2 separate regions of the Mus musculus genome follow, and region 2 is linked to region 1. Evidence: chromatin contacts called from public promoter capture Hi-C data. All regions are on one chromosome and are shown on one strand. The core of a region is the stretch at or near the end of the contact, and the rest is flanking DNA. Distances in the headings are between cores, read along the strand shown.

Region 1 (3,454 bases), core at 421-2,920:
ATGAGATAAATAACAAGAGGTAACCAGGGTTATATGATTTATAGGATGCCTTCAAGACTCTTGGAGGAGAAGACATTGAGAGCATCAGGAGACAAGAACATATTTCACAGGCTGTCCCCCTTTCCTTTGTCTGCCTTGATTACCTTCTCTGCCTGTGTATGGAAAGATCATGTTGTTTTACTCTATGTGCTACTGTGTTCTTGGCAGTGGCTCTCAGGGAACATGCCAAAGTGCATGCCCTTGTGACTTAATGTCTTAACAAAGGGTGGCTCTGCAGACAGTGGCCTTCCTCATGCCTTGTTCAGATTCGATAAGAAAAGTAATAAAGCAGTCAGAAAAATAATTTGTGTTGTCCTTCATGTAGTATAAGTATGGAAATGGGAGGCTTTACCTATCAGGTTTTAGGAAAGGAACAACAATTTCATTCTAAGGCATAGTAATTATCAGAGTTCATTTGAGAAGTTGAATGCTTCTTTGGATTACTATCATAAAAAGTTTCAGCATCAAATTCCTTCTCTATTGTCCTGAATTAGAATAAACCCATGAAATGTGAATCTTATTAATTTACTCATAGAAGAAAAAAGTCCCAGTAGCACATATTCATAAATCACTGACTATATAATTCTAATGAAACAGCCCTTGGATTAAAAAATACAGAACACGGGCTGGTGAGCACTCACTGCTCTCGAAGAGGACCTGGGTCCAGGTCCCTGCATCCTCATAGCAGCTCACAACAGACAACTCACAACTGGCTGTTTCTCCAGTCCAACAGGACCCAACTCCCATTCTGAGCCTCTGTGGGCACCGCTGGGCACCATACACATGACATAATAAACACAGATTGTTTCTTCTTTTATACAGTAGGTACTCCCAAGGCCTATGAACAGTCTAGAATAATCAGGGCAAAGACGTTTCTAAAGTTGTCAGAGTGTTCAGACATACTCACCATCTCCCCTGTAAGTGCTGCTGCTTTGATTTGTCCTGTGCCCATGGCAGCAGAGGGACAGAGAACTGGGGCCCAGGAAACACAGCAGAGGCTTCTAAGCTCATGGCTTTGCATCAAGGATGTGTGTAAGACTTCCCTGGGCCATTTCTGCCCCATGTTTTTTCTACTTATTGTTGTTAAATTAAGTCAAAATGTGGTGTGGTGAAGCAAAAGTGACTGCCAGCCAGCCCCCTCCTGCCTTTCTCCACAGTTCAGCTCTTAGCTAGACTTGACTCATTGTAACAGAAAATTACCCATTTCTCATTGTCAACAACTGGATTCTCAGAGACTCACAATTGCCAGGAATAGATTTTGCCTTCAGTTAAAGCAGCACTGTCCTGTTACTGGCCCAGACACTTCTGCTAAACTGCCATTTGTGAAATGCAGAGAGATTTCTGGTTCTTTTCTGTATTAGGAGAGGTTTGCTAGGACAGACACACTCCAAGGAGCCATGGCAGGCAGTTGAGTCACCAGAATCTATTTGATGCTGAAAGAGCCGGAGTCACTGAGGATACAAGAACTGCCATTTGTGTAAAGTCTTTCTTCTTCAGGCCCTTCATGTCACCATCCCAGGAAACCGTCCAGCAAGCAGCACTTGACCTGGTGACCCAGGAAGTGATTTCACAGCCTACTGGTCCTCTAACTCATTGAGAATGCAGAGTCAAAGGTTAGAGAAGTAGTAACTGGTCTCGCTTCCTCTGTCAAGGAACACATGATTACCTCCCCCCATTTCCCAAGTCAAGAGGAACTCAGCGGTTAGGAAACCAGGAAGAGGAAATGAAGGCTGAAGGCCTCCTAAGGCCCACCAATAACAGTTCTGTTTTCATGGGAACGGCTTCTTTGTTTCTGGTCTAGCCTGCCATTTGCTGCTTCTGCCTTGTTATTTCTTAGAAAGTAATAATCTCCGGCTTCTTCCTCTTTGAACCTGAAGTGGTCTCAAGGTCGAGGACCCGGGTCACCTCCTGTTTTATAATAGTTCTTCCTCACCCTACACTTTGTGTACTTTTGAGACCCAAACAGCTGATGATTTGCCACATGCCTGTTAGCCACTTAGTGTCAGCCACTCGATTGCTCATTCAGATAACTGTCTAACAGAGCTTCTGTCTCACTGGATAATGCACTCAATTGTATTTTTTCTGTGCATTGTTGTGTCTGTACGAGGGTGTTAGAACTCTGGAGCTGAAGTTACAGACAGTTGTGAGCTGCCATGTGGGTCCTGGAATTGAACCTGGGTCCTCTGGAAGAGCAGACAGTGCTCTTAATTGTGGAGCCATCTCTCCAGCTTTCTCCTCTTTTTTTTTCCTTTTTCTCTTTTCTTTTCTTTCCTTCTCTTTCTCCTTCCCTCTCTCCCTCCCTTCGTCTTTGTTCTTCACTCATCTTCAACATCTACACTCAACTTCCTCTGCCTCTTAAGATTAAAAACTGTCAAGGTGTAATGGGAGAGCTGAGGTCCAGCCTTCTGGTTTGTGCTCTTCACTCTGGCTGGGCTGTGTTCAGGGTAATGGAAAGCAGACCTTCTCTCCTGAGGTCCTTGCTCCTCATGCTGGCAGTCAGACTCCAGCCTCTGAGCAGTTGGAATGTACTGAGAAACCACAGAGCCCAGAGAGAGCATTATGCAGGCAGTTCCACACAGGGGGAATCTATTTACACCACACAAGTTGCCGTTTACATGCGTGGATAATTGTTTATCTGCACACTCTCATACTTCACCTACTATGTAATACACATGCCCTGTCAAGAGGGTTTAACTAAGAACTGTTATCTCCAGATTGCCCTGAACATCCAGGGGATACTATGGGAATTTTGATGAAAAATCACCTTTTAAAGAGAGTGGTTTTTTTTAGTTCAATGTGATGTTTAGAATTTTAAACCATACAAGTCTGATCCCCAAACTACTCTGTTTCTTGCATATTTTCCTGACTAAATGTTTTTCTTCATTCCTTTGCCATACAGTAAGTATTGTGACAAAGCATCATGTATCAGTAGGAATTTGCCTGTAAAGAACTGTACTTTGGCTGAGGATAACGTTTACAGAGGAGCAGACAGCGGGAGCACGTGATCAGATCTTCTGCAATAGCATTAAGTTATATAGACAGTAGGCTAAGAGTTGAGAACAAGGAGAATGAATAGTTAAATAAGAGCAGTTAAGTAACAACACGGGGAGCTTTTCTTCATTGGGAAAGACAAATAGAATTTGCATAGGGGGAAAACGGGCTTTTAATATGGCCTGAAAGCACAGTAGCATAATGGTTAAGAATAGAGACTTTGATCTTTGTTTGAGGGCCTGCCAGTGTGTTTCGGGCAGGGTGCTTAGCTTTTTCTGTAAAACAGTGAGATTCATACATAAAAATATGTTCAATGCCAGGCAGTGGTGGCGCACGCCTTTAACTCCAGCACTTGTGAGGCAGAGGCAGGTGGATTTCTGAGTTCGAGGCCAGCCTGGTCTACAAAGTGAGTTCCAGGACAGCC
Region 2 (3,556 bases), core at 554-3,053, 64 kb before region 1:
AGGACCTTGTTGTAACTCTGACACACATCGTCTCTGTGAGCTTGGCACTGAGCTTCCCAGAGTGGGAAGGGAAGTCAAGCAGTTGACCGGGGTCACGCACTTCATCCACACAGAGCTGGGGATGGCCTTGAACTCTGGACGCCCTGGTGCTGTGTGTGGATGGAAATCAGTGCCTTTCATAAGTAGGCAGGTGCTGTCCTACTGAGTTGCAACTCCAGCCCTGGATGCTGCTGACTTCTTAGTCACTTAACCTGCTTGTAGGATAAGCCTGAGGCCACCAGATTAGCTATTGCTTTTTGTATGTGGAGATGGGGGTCTCGTGTATCTCAGCCCGGCTTTAAACTGAATGACCTTGAACTTTTCTGATCCTTTTGCTTCTACCTCTTCAGATGACAGGCAGGCATCATCATGTCTGGTTTATGCAGTGCTTGGGGAATCAAGCTTAGAGCTTTGTGTTCATGCTAAGCAAGCACTCTACCAATTGAGCAGCATTTTCAACTCCTCAGTTGGTTCCTATCTGAGAGTTTCACCCAAGATTTCACTGGAAGAGGCCTTCTGCTTTGTGCACTTTGGAAACACTGGCCCGGCCCCCCCTTTCCGCTGTGTTTTTTTGCACATGGCATTCCAGGCTCTCCACTCAGGGCCTTGTTTTCCTACCTGGGCTCTCTAGCCCAGTAGACACCACCTCCTCTACATTGCTGCCATTAAGGTTGGCACGGAGGATGCGGTCCAGGGTGACATCCGACCAGAAGACCAGCTCCCGCCGGTGATGAAAGTCGAGGGCAATGGCGTTCTCCAGGTTGTTCAGTAGCAGCGTGTACTCGGAGCGGTGCGGGAGCACCTGCCGGATGTCGATACGATTGGCAAACAGTAGCACAGGTTCTGGCCCTGGACACAGCATAGAAATAGGACCCACTGGGCCTCAGAGCCACAGATACCCATCAGCATGCACCCTCAGGGCCTCAGCTCATAGCTGGGGCCCTTTGCCCACTAGAGCATGTCCCAAGCTGCTGAAATTTGGACTAGAACACTAGAATCCTTTCTAACCCCAAACCCAATCGCCTTTCACTTGGCGCCCAGATTGCAATTTGCAAAAAAATCAGTCTACATCTTAGCAAATCCCTCAGCTCTAACACCTGGCTTTTGTCTGTTCCGCCCACCCAGGCAAGTGCCAACCCTCCTTACCCAGAGCTTTGCAGCTGCGCCGATCGGGCCGTAGCTCATACCCTGCTTCACACCAGCACTGGAAAGCCCCTTCAGTGTTTGTGCAGCCCTGGCTGCAGTACCCCTCCTCAGCACATTCGTTTACATCTGTGGATACCAGGCAGGGTGAGGAAGCCTGCCTACAACCATCTTCCCACACACTCCTAAGCCACCCCATTGTCTCCCTGGTCACAGCTCCATATCCCCATCCACTGCCACAGCCAGGAGGGAAACTGTGTAACCAGTGGTTCGGGCTTTGAGGTCATGGAGTCTCAGATTTCAAACTCCAACTCGGCTGCTTACTATCTGTGTGGCTTTGGGTAAATTACCTATACTCTCTGCACTTCTGTTTCCCTATCTGCAAAATGAGAGAAATGATCCCTACTTCCCAGGGTCAGTGTAACGATGAGTCAAGGTCACACCCATCTGATATGTCACCCAGCTTCCCTCCCCTCCTTCCCCCCACCCCCAACAGGCCCCAGCTCACCCTGGCACGTTCTCCCATCCTCTGTGAGCCGGTAGCCTGTGTGGCAGGTACACTGCACTGCCCCTCGCACCATCTGACACTTCTGGGCACAGCCACCGTTGTTAACATTGCAGTTCTCCTCACCCGTCCGGGGCCCTGTGACAGCCAAGCCAGAGTTGGGAGCCGAGCCCAGAATCCACCCCCGTCCAGCCAACTTGGCATTCCACCTGGACCACGAAGAACAGCTCCCAAAAACTGTGAGAGTCCCAAGGGAGGCCTCCCTTTGAACCCTAGGGGTGGGGCTCAGCCACAAACCACGGGCAGGGCCCACCCGCTAGAGACACTCACGACAGTTCTGCTGTGGACTTTCGTCACTGCTGTCACCGCAGTCGTTGATCCCGTTGCACAGCTTCCTCTGCCCAATACAGCGCCCGTTCCAACACAGGAACTGGTCAGAGGCGCACTGGGGGCTTCCTAGAAAGAGAGGGAGGAGGGGGAGAGTCAGGTCACAGGAGGGCAGGGCTTGAGTCCACAAGGGACAGGAGCCTGTCATTTTCTAGGGTAAAGTGGAGCCAGCTGAGCGTCAAGGTGGGAGGGATGGGGTCCGAGGCAGGAAACAGCTCAGACAAGGCTGGTTGAGTGTCTGAGTTTGTTTTCTCCCTGGGATTCCACGATGGATGAGTGATGGGAACAGAGTCGGAGTGTAGTCTTGTAGTCAGAACCAGGTTTAGCAGGGACTGGTGGGGTGGGCGGGGAGCAGACGCAGAGACTGCCAGTCCTTCCTGCAGAGTGGAAGTAGACACTGGGCTACTGGCTGGACAACAGCCCTTCCTCCCAAGGCCAGATTGGAAGTGAGAATTTGAGCAGCTGCAAAGACTCACAGCCTTGACTCTGTGTTCAAGAACTGTACACAGTTCCTCAGCGCATCTGGATTGTGCATGTGCATGTGTGTGTACGTATGTGATATGTTGTGTGGATGTGTGGTACACGCATGTGACTATGAATATGGGTATGTGTGCCCATACCTGTGTGTGCAGAGGCCAAGGACAATATCTGATAACTTTATCGTTCATTCTCTGTCTTATTGCCTTGAGACAAGGTTTCTCATTGAATCAGGAGCTGGCCATTTGGTGAGGCTGGTTGGTTAATGAGCTTCAGGGGTCTGACTTTCTCTTCCCCCCCCAGCGGTGGTGTTACAGGCACTCACAGCCATACCTAGCTTTTTAACTTGGGTGCTAGGGATTTGAACTTGGGTCCTTGTGCTTGCATAGCAAGTGCTATCTCCCCTGCTCCAACAGCTGGATCTGACCCTACTCACTGGGAAGGGCAGGGCAAGTCCAGGCCATTGAAAGCAATGGCAATGTTCCCTTTGCTTCTCTGCCTCCCACTCCCAACATTAGGGCAGGGCGGGGATACCGCTGGGGACTCCACCTGTGTTCTCACAGTTTTCTTCATCGCTGTTGTCCGCACAGTCATCCTCCCCATCACAGCGCCAGGACAGACGGACGCAACGGCCTGACCGACAGCGAAACTGTTCGGCTGTGCACATGGAGGTGGCTGGACAGAGCAAAGACCTAATTAATGGAAGAAAGGCTGGTCCTCCCACCCCAGCCTGAAACTCTCTGCCTCCCAAAGTACACAGGCTACTCTTCTTGATGGTGGTGTTGCAGAAGGTATCTCTTTATGAACCAGGTGACCTTTCCTCAGAGTCCCTTACTTCCGCCTACTATTTTAACTGCCATGGTGTGTCTACAAGTCTGTGGACTACTAGGCGACAGGTATCCTTTAGATATAGTGCCTCTGTGCAGCATACAACCACACAACTGTATAGCTGTTCACTATGTCTTCATGCTCTATCTGCACCCAAACCCTTCTCCTTGGCCCCCC

The links. Capture Hi-C pulls out chosen DNA fragments and counts their contacts.
Region 2: a promoter capture Hi-C map of adipose tissue shows a contact between it and region 1. The contact joins two enhancer-like sites. A contact is called at or near these places in 4 of 39 promoter capture datasets (the SN4741 cell line, hematopoietic stem and progenitor cells, liver and 1 more), 20 of 484 Hi-C or Micro-C datasets (the HL-1 cell line, the HPC-7 cell line, bone marrow-derived macrophages and 7 more), 2 of 115 datasets of contacts at active chromatin or transcription factors (both in embryonic stem cells) and 3 of 9 other capture datasets (adipose tissue, liver and pancreatic islet).

What each region holds. Positions count from the first base shown.
Region 1 is chr2:91,410,762-91,414,215 of GRCm38.p6, reverse strand. All of the region lies in intron 2 of 1110051M20Rik (RIKEN cDNA 1110051M20 gene), which reads left to right. Among named protein-coding and RNA genes, the nearest start is that of 1110051M20Rik, 32 kb to the left of the region's middle. Within about 2 kb of position 1,670, at least 84 of the 459 cell types and tissues checked have an H3K27ac peak or open chromatin away from gene starts, as enhancers often do. A contact at or near this core is called in adipose tissue, bone marrow-derived macrophages, granulocyte-monocyte progenitors and 1 more, where this site is marked.
Region 2 is chr2:91,474,853-91,478,408 of GRCm38.p6, reverse strand. Lrp4 (low density lipoprotein receptor-related protein 4) reads right to left here. Exons shown (of 38, transcript NM_172668.3): 8 at 3,101-3,226; 9 at 2,018-2,143; 10 at 1,691-1,825; 11 at 1,186-1,311; 12 at 658-888. Among named protein-coding and RNA genes, the nearest start is that of Lrp4, 19 kb to the right of the region's middle. Within about 2 kb of position 1,803, at least 98 of the 459 cell types and tissues checked have an H3K27ac peak or open chromatin away from gene starts, as enhancers often do. A contact at or near this core is called in adipose tissue, bone marrow-derived macrophages, granulocyte-monocyte progenitors and 1 more, where this site is marked.